Linked DNA regions of Sus scrofa: all the other regions are linked to region 4. Evidence: chromatin contacts called from public Hi-C and HiChIP or PLAC-seq data. All regions are on one chromosome and are shown on one strand. The core of a region is the stretch at or near the end of the contact, and the rest is flanking DNA. Distances in the headings are between cores, read along the strand shown. Region 1 holds the start of ANKRD12 (ankyrin repeat domain-containing protein 12). Region 2 holds the start of RAB31 (ras-related protein Rab-31). Region 3 holds the start of PPP4R1 (serine/threonine-protein phosphatase 4 regulatory subunit 1). Region 4 holds the start of RALBP1 (ralA-binding protein 1).

The links. Hi-C and Micro-C count contacts between places; a contact is called where the count stands out from the background. HiChIP or PLAC-seq counts read pairs in DNA pulled down with a chosen protein or histone mark.
Region 1: a contact with region 4 is called in a Hi-C map of liver, with 8 times the contacts expected there. The contact joins the promoter of ANKRD12 here to the promoter of RALBP1 in region 4. A contact is called at or near these places in 2 of 5 promoter capture datasets (fetal liver and liver), 3 of 47 Hi-C or Micro-C datasets (embryonic fibroblasts, heart right ventricle and liver) and 2 of 2 datasets of contacts at active chromatin or transcription factors (alveolar macrophages and skeletal muscle).
Region 2: a contact with region 4 is called in an H3K27ac HiChIP or PLAC-seq map of alveolar macrophages. The contact joins the promoter of RAB31 here to the promoter of RALBP1 in region 4. A contact is called at or near these places in 1 of 47 Hi-C or Micro-C datasets (fibroblasts) and 1 of 2 datasets of contacts at active chromatin or transcription factors (alveolar macrophages).
Region 3: an H3K27ac HiChIP or PLAC-seq map of skeletal muscle shows a contact between it and region 4. The contact joins the promoter of PPP4R1 here to the promoter of RALBP1 in region 4. A contact is called at or near these places in 1 of 5 promoter capture datasets (liver), 2 of 47 Hi-C or Micro-C datasets (heart right ventricle and liver) and 2 of 2 datasets of contacts at active chromatin or transcription factors (alveolar macrophages and skeletal muscle).

The regions. Positions count from the first base shown.
Region 1 is chr6:98,813,117-98,816,140 of Sscrofa11.1, reverse strand. ANKRD12 (ankyrin repeat domain-containing protein 12) reads left to right here and starts at 1,414. Exons shown (of 12, transcript XM_021096065.1): 1 at 1,414-1,746.
Region 2 is chr6:98,384,146-98,387,306 of Sscrofa11.1, reverse strand. It overlaps RAB31 (ras-related protein Rab-31), which reads left to right and starts at 1,450. Exons shown (of 7, transcript XM_021096057.1): 1 at 1,450-1,650. The coding sequence starts at 1,612.
Region 3 is chr6:98,461,491-98,464,724 of Sscrofa11.1, reverse strand. It overlaps PPP4R1 (serine/threonine-protein phosphatase 4 regulatory subunit 1), which reads right to left and starts at 1,892. Exons shown (of 20, transcript XM_021096060.1): 1 at 1,775-1,892; 2 at 1,639-1,683. The coding sequence starts at 1,781.
Region 4 is chr6:98,597,313-98,600,376 of Sscrofa11.1, reverse strand. RALBP1 (ralA-binding protein 1) reads left to right here and starts at 1,432. Exons shown (of 11, transcript XM_003127830.6): 1 at 1,432-2,348.

The sequences.
Region 1 (3,024 bases), core at 165-2,664, 220 kb before region 4:
TTTATGTAATAAGGTTGTGTGTATACTTGCCTTAAATTATGGTTAATTTCAGCAAATTCAAGATTAGCTACCTTTCAGTTTTGAACTGAAACTCGTTTACCTCTGTAGAAATAGCGAATGTTACAGCCACCTACTTCCTATGACAAGGAATCAACGATTTGAAGAGAAGTCAGAAAAGAGTTGGTTACTTGTATGTTTCTTTCCTTTGTATTTCAAGCCATAAATATCCAAATTAAATGTAACAGTGTTCCACTTCTAGCCACAAGGTGCTCTCTTACTAGTCATACTGAACCTGAATGTGGGAGAAATGAGGAACCTAGGAAAGGAAAAAATAATGATCTTTAATGCAAGTTTGTGCTTTATATAGTTATATGTTTGGATTCAGCTTCCTCCTGTCAAGTATGAAATACATCATATGCTGACTTAATGACATAAATTTGTAAATGCACTCATTAAGTCACAAAGGCAGCTGTAGTTTTAAAGGCCACAACCATAGGGAGAAGATGGTTTCCCTCCAATTACACAACCCTTTTGGTCGTTAAAGGCATGCGCAAATTCTCGCGGATTAACCTCGATGTAAATAAAAAACGTCCTGAAGAAACTCAGACTGAAATGGTTTCCCTCCGATTATGTAATCCCTTTGGTGGTTAAATAAGGGCATGTACAAATTGTCGCGGGTTGACCTCCCGAGGAAGTCAGGGTGCCGAGGCGGCGAGTTCTCCCCACGCGCTCTTCTACAGCCGGGCAGTTCCCGTGGGTGGCCTCTCGGAAAGGATAAATGCACTTAAACTCGTCTGATAAGGTCATCCGAAAGTGTCGATGGGGAGGGGCGTACTGCAAAGCCTATGCCATCCCCACAGGAGATGCACGCTGCCGCGCTTGCAGGACGCGCGCCCAGGGCCCCGCTTGGAGCAGGTGAGGGGTGCGGCTGGGGCCCGAGGGGTCCCTGCTCCCACAGGTGCGGCCGGCTGGCGCGCAGGCGCACTACGCCCGCCTGGCCGGACACCCGCCTCCGCCTCCAGCCGGCCCGCTGCTCGCTAACTCGGCTTCCCGCCCCGCAAAAATAACGTGTGAATACCCTCTGTGGACAGAGCCTCTTCTTCCTCGCCGCTGCCTCCGCCGCCATTTCCAGAAGTGGCCAGTCACAGCCACGGCCATGATCGCCGCTGGGCGCGACCTCCGCCCGCGCCGCTCCCCGCAGGGGTCCCTCCCTTCTGGGGCAGAAGACAGCGGCGCGCGGGGTTCCGGCCCGCACCCCCGCGTCCATTTGGTACGCCCCGCTCCCCGCCCCCGGCTCGGGAAGCTTCTCGCGGCGCCGCCACAGCGGCGGGCCCGGGGAGGGGGGTGGCGAGCGGAAGGGGCGGTGGGCGGGGGCGGGGCGGTCACGCCGCCCATCCCGTGCCCGCCGTGTCACGTGCCCGTGCCGCGGCCAATCGCCGGGCGGCGCTGTGCGGGGAGCGAGCAGGCTGTGGTGAGGGACGGCGGAGACCGGAGATGTTTTCGAGCCCGGCCTCGGCGGCGTTCGTGGCGGTTACGGCGACAGCGAAGACCACGACAGAGACGGCCGCGCCGAGGCCCTCGTACAGGGGGTAAACCCTCCTGCGCCGGCCGTGCCTTGGGTCCGTGAGGGCGAGGGGGGCGTGGCGACAGGCGAGGAGGAAGGAGGGGCGCGGTTTCGAGCCCCGGCCCCGGCGCCCGGGAGGAGCCCCCCAGTCGCGCCCGCTCCCGTCCCCTCGGCAGAGCGAGGTAGGTACGTGCCCGCCGCCCCGCCCACGCTAGCGGGACGGGGGCCGTAGTCGCTGCAGGCGGGAGCTGCTCGGGCGGGGGGGCGGGGGCCCGGGCGGACGGACGCCGCGCCGCTCCCGGAACATGGCGGGGCCGCGGAGCGTGTGCGTGCGAGGGTGCGCGGCGGGAGGGGGCGGGGCTGGGCGGGGCGGGGGGCGCGCCGGCCGGGGCCCTGCCGCCGGGTGCGCGGCGGGGTCGTGTCCGGGCGCGGCTTGGCGGGCGCGCGGGGCCGGGGCTTCTGGAGCTCGGCTGGGCTAACTCGGTGCGACGCCTGCTCCAGGATCCCCAAGCGTTGAGTAAACGCTGGTACAAAGAGGCCGCCGAAGCCTGGCTGACAGCTGTTTTAATAATAACAGGGAGGGACAGTTTAGCACGGGAAGTTGACACTCGCACCGGTCGAAACCGTAGGAAACCTTTCTAGCAGCGTACCCATCAAGATCGGTTTCCACTAGACTCCCGCGCCTACCTTGCCAACGCGGGGAAATGGGTTGGGGTCCAGGCATCTGGAACGCCTTGGAACCGCCTCTAATCTTCAAGTAGAAGTGGACCAGTGTTATTTTAAGACGGTTTATGTAAATTATAAAAGAAGGCGAACTGGTAAAATAACTACTTTAACATAAATTGACTGCTGATTAAAAACATATGCTTCTTTAGGCCCTTAAAAATCTTGAGCTCTGATCTGTTTCAGTTTCTTCAGTCGTTATACAAAGGGTTTCCTGGAGATTAGCTCAGAACTGGCAGAACATACGCTACATTGATGCCAAGTGGCTTAAAAAACAAAATGAGATAGTGTCGACTGTGTAAGATCAAGTCGTTGTATTAACTAGTCTTGTTGGGAAAAGTCTTTAATTTGGGCTAAACGCAAATACATGTAAAAATGTTCCGTAGGCAAGAGGGGACGGTTTTACTACTTAAAGATCATTTATAGTTGACACAAGCACTGACTCAATTTCTAAAGGTCCGCAGACGGTTGACTAAGTAAGGTCAAGCTTAACTATTCAGGGTGTGTGTTCTGTTTTAGAGATAGGAAGAGTGTTAAAGTGAAGTAAAAAATGTTAAGGAATATTCGTGGAAGGAAAAGAGTAGAAAAGCAGGATGCCTGTAATGTTCTTAATCTTTATGGTTTCCATAGTTGTTGTTAGGATGGTTTTATGAAAAAGCAGAGCTGGGAGAGTGGAAATCTCTGGGTGTGTATTCCATGAAGACTGAGGAGGAGTAAAGAGGAAAAAATACTTAGAT
Region 2 (3,161 bases), core at 201-2,700, 210 kb after region 4:
CTTATGCTGTTCCGTCCAGGACGGCAAGGTGCTCAGGAAGGCTACTGGAGGCCTTGCCAGGGCTGCTTTACCACCACGTATCTCTGCAGCTGTGTGGGTGTAACCCTGCTTAGCAGACCTGGGGACAGTGAGGTCCTGTGACCAGGCTGGGAGATTCTGGAGAGGCCTCTTTTCCTCCTTCCCACACAGAAGACCAGCCTTGCTGTTGATACTAAATAAAAGACAGGTACCAATACAAGCATCTCCATGTTGCACAGGACCTGCATGCATGTCCGTCCAGCTACGTTTTGAACAATTTAGTCCAAATTTGTGTAATCCTCCGCAGCCCGCTCAAGCCAGGAGAAGCCCCCACTGCCCTGGGAGATTAATGGCCATTTTCCAGGTTTTTTTGTTTGTTTGTTTGTTTGTTTTTTGAGGAGGAGGGGGGCCCGGCATTTTGACCCCAGCCTTTTAGGAGGTACCCATTGTGTGGGGCTACCTGGGTGCCGGGGAGCTTCAGCATGGCTTCAGGAGGAATAAAGCCAGAAAAACCAAGGTGGGTAGTCTGCTGGGGGGACAGAAATGTCTTTGATCAAAATTGGCACGTTAGGACAGAGCCCTGAGAGTTCAGTCAGGGGATGAAGTTTAAAGAACAACGTTCTTTCCAAACTGAAATGCCAGGCATAACTCAGGTACATATGTCCAAAAAGCTGACGTTTCCATGGCAGCAACACAAGAGGTGGCCTGGGTGGATGAGGTGCCTGCCCCACTGTGGAGAAGAGAGGGCAGTTCCCAGAGGCCTCTTGACAGTCTCAAGCCTGAGCCTCTTTGTTTCCCAGTCAAGGAAGGATGCAGAACGCTGGCCGCCAGCTACCTATTTCTAGCTGGTATTCTGAGGGCCAGGCGTCTGTCCAGACAAGTTGTAGCATTTTCTGCCCTGGGCAAGGCAGCTTCCTCACTAGAATGTTTCCCTTTTCAGATGCCGACACGCCTGTTTTGGAGGGAGACACAAGGCCATCGCTTCTAGACCCATTTTCCATTACATATAGGAGACCGAGCTCTGGGCTGAGAGTGACGAGCTGTATGGGGGTGAACTGAAGCCTGCCCACCCTCATAGTATTAGGGGATGGGCTGCAGGGTCAGACCCTCAGATCCTCCTTCCCATCCTCACAACTTCTGTCAAGTGCCATCTAATGACGGGGGTGCACACAGCCTTCCAAGTGCTCCCTGTAGATGACCACGGCGCACAGCATCTCCGGTGACGCCGCCAGTCGTGGGGGCCAGTCCCCAGGGGAACTGACGGGTCCTCCTTCGGCCCCATAGGCTCTGCAGAGCGGGCTCCGAGGCCGGGCTGGTTGAGGGGAGGAGGCCCCGTCCCGGAGGCGGCCCTAGGGGCTGACGCCGTCGGGGGCGTTCCTGGGAGCCAGCCGGCGAGGTTAGCCTCGCAGCCCCGGGAGGAGCCGGCGGCGGCCACGTGACCCACCGCGGCGCGCCCGGCAGCCCAGAAATAGCAGCGGCGGATCCGCCCGCGGGCTGCGCAGGGGGGAAGGCGGGGACCGGAGGACGCCGGCTGGCGGGGCGCGGCGCGGCCCCGGACGATGCTGAGCTCCTGCCCGGCCCGGCCCAGAGCTCATGATGGCCATCCGGGAGCTCAAAGTGTGTCTCCTCGGGGTGAGTCCTACGCCGCCGCCGCTGGGGACCCTGGTCCGTGCGTCCCCCTCCTCCCCGCGCCCCGTCGTCTCCGCGCCCTGCTGGTCCCTGCTCCCCCTTGTCTCCTGCTCCCCCTTTGTCCCCACCTTCCCCTGCGCTCCCTGGTCCGTGCGCCCCCAGTGTCGCAGGCACCCCCTGGTCCGCGCGCCCCTCTTTCCCGGGGCCCGCTCCCAGTCCCGGCTCTGCTGGATTAGGGTCCGAGCCTACTCGGGAGCTTTCTCTATTCGGTCCACCGCCGCTGGCCCGCGCTCCGGGGGCCGCTCGGGCCTCGCCAATCTCGGGCTGGGCCGGGAGCCCGGGACCCCTCCGCCGGACTGGAGCCGCGGCCCCCGCCTCCGGGAGCTTTCTCCTTCGCCTTTAATAATTTCCTTCCTGCGGAAACTTTAAGTTAGCTAAGGTGCCGAGTCCTTTTGCGTCCCGTGGGCAATTGGTTTATTTACTTTTTTTTTTTTTTTTTTTTTTTTTTGAAAGCTCAGCTCAGGGTGAGAAAACGCGAGGGGATGACCCGGTGGCGGGAAGGTGAAGAGAGAACGTACCATAGAAAACGCGCGCCTAGAAAACTTTCGAGCTAAGGGTAAAGGCAGGATGAGAAAGTCCTCCTCTGACCCCACGTCCCTCCCAAAGTGGGTCACTCTGAGCCTGAAGAAACGTGGAGGAAGCCAGAAACAAAGACAGAAACAAACACCCAAGGGATGAGGAGCTGTCAGATGGCACAGGGCAGCCCCTTGGGGGATTCAGATGGTGTTGAGGGGCACTTCCTTTTGGGTGCCCACATCAAATTACAGGATTACTTCTTTGGAAGGAGCTGGTTTTAAGCCCTGTTTTCAGCAGTTTTTGGCATTGATGCCTAGTGTTCAGCCCTTGGCAAATCTGGTCTCTCAAGTAAACCATTTCCAAAAAAAGCAGCAAAGGTTGGACCCGTTCTGTTTTTCTCAAAGCGGTGCTCACTGGTCTGTCAAGGAAGACGTCCAGAAGCAGATAAAGAAGAAATGGTTCTAGGTTAGGATGGAATTGTCCCAGGCCCTGGGGCTGTCTGGATACCCTCTAGGCTCTTCTGGAACCTGGGGCAGGACACTGCTCTTGGCTGTCTCCCCTCACTGGCCTTTGCTAGAACTCTGGTGTCCTCTGGCTGTCCTGTTTGCCTGGAATTCCAGGGGATCAAGCAAAGGCCCTTCCTTCCCTGTGACCCAGCACAAGCCTCTCAGCATTCCGCACCCCCTGCTTGCACAGCCCCACCACCTGGATCTGACTGGGATGCTGTTCTCATCTTCCTCGGTTGACCTTTAGCAGCATTGCAGGAGTAGGTCTGCCAGGCTCTCTAACCTAGTCCAGACATAAATCCAGGAATCCCATATTTTCCTTTCAAGGAGTCATTTCAGCCTCAAGGAAGCTGGTCAAAGATGCAGAAGGAAGGTCTGGTCCCAGGGAACCAAGGGGCAACTCTGACGTGTGTTTGTGTGGGTCAGGATTGG
Region 3 (3,234 bases), core at 643-3,142, 140 kb after region 4:
AAACAAGCAATAGTCACCATCTACCAGCCACTATTCTAAGTGTTTTATATGCATTTATTTGTGCAAGGCTCTAAACAACCCTAGACTGTGGGTAATAGTAATTACACTAATCTAAAAACGGCAACATAAGGGCACAGGGAAGTTCAGTGAGTTGCCCGAGTCTGTCCAAAGGGGCGACATGAAGACTGGAGGAAAGCAGTCTGGCCTCTGAGCCGTCTAACAACTACTGTGCGAGCATGCCCCCACACCCTCATTATCACACTTGTATTAAAACTGCGTGTAAACCACTAGAGGGCATGGATTGTGACCATCCTGCCCACTGGTAGATCCTCAGTACCAAGCAGAACTCTGGAGGGTCATGAATAAATCATGGTTGAGTTCTTCACAGGTATGGCTTCTCTTCTAGGTTGCGTTCCCTAAGGGTCAAGGGCACAACTAACAGGACAGCTCACTTTTTAACCTTGACGAATGCATGGCACCTAAGTGGTAAGAAATGAGTGACAGCCCTTAACACCTGCTGAAGGAATGTGTTTTCTATTTACAAAACCTTGAACCTGAATATAAGCATGAGACGCCCCTGCCTCATCAGAGCCACGTCTTCAAGCCTAACTGTGCAAAAAACCAATAGCTACCTTAACATTTTAAGGTCACTAGGAGGGAGACAAGTGTCCTAGGGTAAAACATCACAGGAAATGTAAAAGTTGTCTTTAACTACCTGAGCGCTGCTCCCTTAAAAGAGCTCGTTACTTAAAAAAAAAAAAGTAAACTTATATTTTGCCAAAAATAAGTTTACATATGGTTCACTCACTTAAAAAAAAATACTCTTTTTAAGGAATCCTTCTAAAGAGTAAATCGCCCTCACTTCACTCAAAACACCCAGTCTTTAAAAATTGAGCTTATTTGTGGCAAGGGACACATTACACAATGCAAAAAAAGATTAACTACACGGCATTTAAAAGAGCTATTTCAAAGTGCAGCCACCTCTGTATTACTTACATCGACAGTAGCCACAGTAAATCTCAGCTCTGCCCGAACACACCACAAATTCTACCGCGGTTATCTCTGCAACTCAAGGACAATTTCCAAATTATTCTGTGTTCTCAGAAGAGCACACACGAAATGAACAAGTCCTTTCTGACGCTACTCTGGAAATGTCAAACTTTGTTTTGTTTTCCTTTCAGCCAAAGAATCGACTGTGAAAACTTGAGCATCTCCAAGAAAGCAGACATCTGAGTGTTCAAGAAGGCCTGGCGCCGTGCGAACCGCGCACCCTAGGAACGCGGCGGGGAAAGCGGCCCCTCCCGCCAGGCCACACCTTCCACCTTCCCGGCCCCCGGACCCCGGCGCCGGGAGACTGCGGGTCTCCGGCGTGCGGTGCCGCTCCGCGCGGGAGGCGCCCAGACCCTGTCCACGGTCCCAGCCCTCTGGCCCGGGAGGGGCCGCGGAGGCTCCCGGGCGCCCGCCTGCCCCGGCTTCCGCCCGCCGGTGCTCCCGCCCGGCCGCCGAGCCGCCCCCTCCGAGCCGGGCCGGGGACCGAGGGCCGGGGGCCGGGCGTCCCCACAGCCGCCGCCGCGCCGGGATCGGCCTCTGGACCCCACCGCCCGCCAGCCCCCCGCCCCGAGGCCGGCGCGCACTCACATCCGTCCGCGTCCTCCTGCAGGTCCTCCTGGAGCAGCGACAGGTCTGCGCCGAGGGAAAGAAGAAAGCCGTCAGCCCGCCGCCCGCCGCCCCCGGCCCGCGCCCCCCGCCCGCCGCCCCGCCGCGGGGCCCGTACCCGCCATCTTGCGGCGCCCCCTCCTCCGCCGTCGCCCGGGGACCGGGGCTACAGCGCGGCGCGCGCGGCGGCCGGTGGACGCGCGCGGGAGGCGGTGCCGCGGGGGCGCGCGGGGCGGGCCGAGCGCGGCGGGCGGACCCGGCCGCCCCTGCCCGCGCGCCGGCCCGCCTCCCGCCTGGCTCGCTCCCGGCCGCCCCGCCGGCGCGCTCTCGGCTCGGCCCGCCGCGGTACCGCGTGCGGTCGGGCGTCGTTGCCGCCGCCGGGGGCCCGCGCCGAGTGCTGGGCCGGGCGACCGGGGCGGGCGGGGCCTCGCGCCGCACGCTTTGTTGGGTCACGGCGCCGCCAGTTCGGTCGGCGGGGCTCAGCCCGGCCGCCACTCTATACACACACAGACACACACACACACACACCCCGCCCTGGCGGCTGCGCGCGCGGCCTCTGCTCCGGCCGAGACCGGGGCACTTCGGAGCCGGGAAGCGCGAACAAAGCCGCCGAGGGCCAGGCGCGGCGGGGCGGCTGGGCTCAGGCCGGTTCCGCCCCCTGGGCGGCGGGCGCGCGCGGGGCGGAAGTAAGGGCGATCCCCGACCTGGGGTTACTAGGATGAATGAGGGACAGCTGGGTCCGAGCGTAGGGTCCCTGACCTCCGCCGGTGCAGGAGGAAAGGCTTCTTTCTAGCTGTAGCTTTTATCCTGAAAGTGTTGAAACAATTTTGGTGGTATATGAGGTGCTGGAGTGAAACCTGTATCACAGGTTTTATTTTCCCTTGTTTTTACATGAGTTAAATGACGAGTACGACCTCTTCCACTCGAGGCCTCGGAAAGGCTCAGCTCCTGAGTGGGGAACAAAACAATGAGGCATCCTTACAGTTTTCGGAACAGGCCAGTTTAAAGTGATGCCACGTTGGGGGTCTGGACTCCTGGGGAGCAGAGAGAATTCCAAATGGTCTGCACTGTGGCCTTAACCAAGGGCACTATTACATTTAATGCCGTTAAAGACCCTCTGAAATTCATGATTCTGTGTAATAAAGTGGATTCTACTAGCTGTTCCAAAAACTTGCCTCGCAGATGCTACAAGATGGAATGCATGTTGCATAGTATATGTTAAGTTTCTGGGAGTAATAATAACTGGAATAGCACCTACGAGTCTAGTTGTGTGTCTTATTTTCTCAAATACAGAGTAATTAAAACTAAGAGCCAAACTGTCACGACCCATTTCTTCCCTGAGAGAAGGCCCTTCCCTGAATTCAGGTGACACTAATTCTCAAAATGACAAGGAGTTAGAAATTCACAGGCTATCAATTGACTCAGCCTGTAAGCATTTTGCCCAATGACACCTACCACTTTAACAATTCCGGGTGGAGGGGGGCAGGCACAGGATTTGGCTCTTTACACGAAGCGGTGATCTCCTTGCAACAACACAAGATCCAGGTCGCCAACTATGCTTCAGCTCCTGGACACACA
Region 4 (3,064 bases), core at 183-2,682:
AGAGCAAGAATGCTGCAGTTTACTAGAAGCTCCAACCCAAGTCTCAGTGGATCTCGTCGGCTCTGACTGAGTTAGGTGACCATCTCTGAAAGCCTCCACCACCAAAAGGAAGAATTATGCTGTGTGGCTTAAATGGGAGGAATAAATTGCAGGAGGCAACCAACAAATATGTTCCATAACCACACAAATTAGCCCTAAATAATAATAAATAAATAGCTGCATTGGCTCTCTCGGCTAGGTTCACATACTCAAAGCACTTTAGAAAGAGGTATGCTAGCCATGCCCTCTGAAACTGAAACACAGTCTCCATGCGGTCAGCTGTTTGTTTCCTCCCTCCTCCACTAGCACTCCAAGTCTCCTTTTGGCTTCATTCATTGCTGCTGCACAAAGGCCTCTTTTTGTTGTGAAGAAGGTGGCGGTCAGCTGTTGCTACAGTAAGATGCAATCTTCCCTCCCTTTTTTGTGTTCATATAACAATTTCCAGCAAGGGGTCAATAATGCCCAACTTGGATCAGTCCTATCCCTTGGCCCAGTCGGTGCTGCCAAAGGCAGAGTATTCTAACTGGCTTGGTTAACGTGCCGATCGATCCCAGTGGTGAGGACACTGTGCTGTTGCCAGTGAGGCAATAAGAAAATTTTAAAGCTGTCAAAACAATGGCAAGCACAGACCAACTTGGTATTTTATTTTTATTTTTATTTTTCCTTTTTCAGATAAAAGTTTTCATGGGTCCTGGAGATTCATGTATCTCCAGACTTAAACAGAAGCTTTTATTTTATTTATTTATTTATTTTTGTCTTTTTGCTATTTCTTGGGCCGCTCCTGCTGGCATATGGAGATTCCCAGGCTAGGGGTCCAATCAGAGCTGTAGCCACCGGCCTACACCAGAGCCACAGGAACCGGAATCCCAGCCGCGTCTGCAGCTCAGCAGCTCACGGCAACGTCGGATCGTTAACCCACTGAGCAAGGGCAGGGACCGAACCCGCAACCTTATGGTTCCTAGTCGGATTTGTTAACCACTGCGCCACGACGGGAACTCCCAACTTGGTATTTTAATTGTGGGCTCTTCTTGAAGGTCAGACAAGGTGGCTGCACTTTATTGAGAAGGAAATGTAAAGTACGAGGGAGACCTACTGTTAGCCTTGAGTAAAGAGCAAGGCAAGATGGATTAGAGAGGTCAATCTAAACATGGAATGAAGTTCAGAGGAGCATCGCAGGTGGGAATGTGAGGATCGGGAAGCGCCATCTATTCCGGTTTTATCATTCCTCTAATAAACCGCCACACTTTATGAAACAGTAACAGTTAAAGGCCCCTGGTTTCCAGCCATGCATTAGCACAATTCTTCCAGCTTTTGTGAAGGCGTTCTGGAGGAAGTACGGTTATTTTGGTCTTCTTCTAGATTCAATGCTTTTGGTTGGCAAGCTAACCGTGCGATGGGCAGTTCTAATTAAGGAGCTCCTCGGGAAACGCCGAGCCAGAGAAGGCGGTGGGAACTGGGACCCCGTTGCACCGCAAGACCCGAGGGTTTGCCTTCTGGACACTAATTTCAGGGATGCCGAGGTCAGTCCCGGCACGGAGTCTACACAAGTTTCTCCGCGGAGGCCACGGCGCTCCCTGTGCCGCAACCCGCAGCCAAAGTCCCCACGGAAGCCGAAGCCTCTGCGCCCAATCGGGGCGGGGGGAGGCCCCACCCAAGAGCGGGCCGAGCCGGCCTCCGGGCCGGTTTAACTGGTTACGGCTGAAACCCGCCGGCGGGAAGGTCTGAGCTTCCGCAGCTAAGAAACACGTTGCCCTCCTCCAGTCCGCGGCCAGCACCGCCCCAGCGATCCTCGCAGACCTCGCTTGGGCAAGGTGCGCGTCGCCCGCCACCACCAGGAACTGCGCAGGCGCCAGCGGACTCGAGCCCGGCGCGTCCTCTCGCGCGCTCCCAGCTCTCCCCAGCGGGCGCCGGGACCGGGCAGGCGTGGTGCTTCCTGGGTGTTGTAGTGCGCTTCCTGGCGGAGGACTGCCTACAGCCTCGGCTATGGGTTTCCGTGGACTACCGCTCCCAGCGTGCTCCACGCTGGGGGCATAGGGCGCCGGCCCTCGACGGCTCCGGCCTTCAGCGCCGAGCTGGGGACCCGGGAAGCCGGCTGCGGCGGGGAAGGAGTGCGCGTGCGCGCTGGCCCGGCTCGTCCGGTTCTGTCCCAATCATTGTAAACAGGCGGAGGCTGGGGCGGGGTGGGAATGGGGTGCCAGAGGCCGGCCCAGGGCTTAGCGAAGGAGGTGGTTGCGGCGGCGGCGGCGGCGGCGTGAGAGTCGGGAAGCGGCGGCTGCGGCAGGGCAGGCGCTCACCCGGCGCGGGCGCAGGTCAGTGGCGAACGGTGGGTGGGCGGGGGTCGCGGCGTATGTCAGCCTGGAGCGGGGCCAGGCTCCTGGCCGGCGCGGCGGGGGCGGGGGCGTGGCTGCCCTAGCGGGCTGGACCCGGCGGGTTCCTCCGCGTTTCGCCCCCACTGCCGGTCTCTCCCGCTCTTCAGCTGGCCTATCGGGACTCCGCGGTGTGTCCGGGCTCTTGGGTCTAGGGGAGGAGGGTGGGTTTGGGGCTCTGCCTCAGGCAGCCACTGAGCGCGGGGATGGAGCTTGGGGACTCGGCCCTTTACGTAACCGCAGCGGAACTGTGACCGGCCTCTAGTGCTGCCAGGTGGGCGGGGAGGGGCTCGCGGTCTTCCACCGCCAGCGCGGGAGCGGCAGAGCTCCGGGGCTTCCGCGGGACCGATCCGAGGGGAAAATTCTTTTCACAACCTTGTCTATTAGGTTTGTGCTTAAAGGCTTTATTGAGGTCAGCATACCCCCCACCCCCCACGCTTGGTCGTTGTGAGAGTGAAACAGGTTTTACAAAATTCCCGCACCTCTGCTTTACCTGAAGTCATTATGCTGCTTCAGGTTCTGGGATTCATGACCCAGAGCCTTCCTCTTGAGCAAGCAACATGTCTCGGGCCTGGTGGAGTTCTGGAAGGTGATTAAAATACTAATTCGAGGGATTTTGAACATTCTTTTGAAAGAAGCACAGTCATTTGGACACTGAG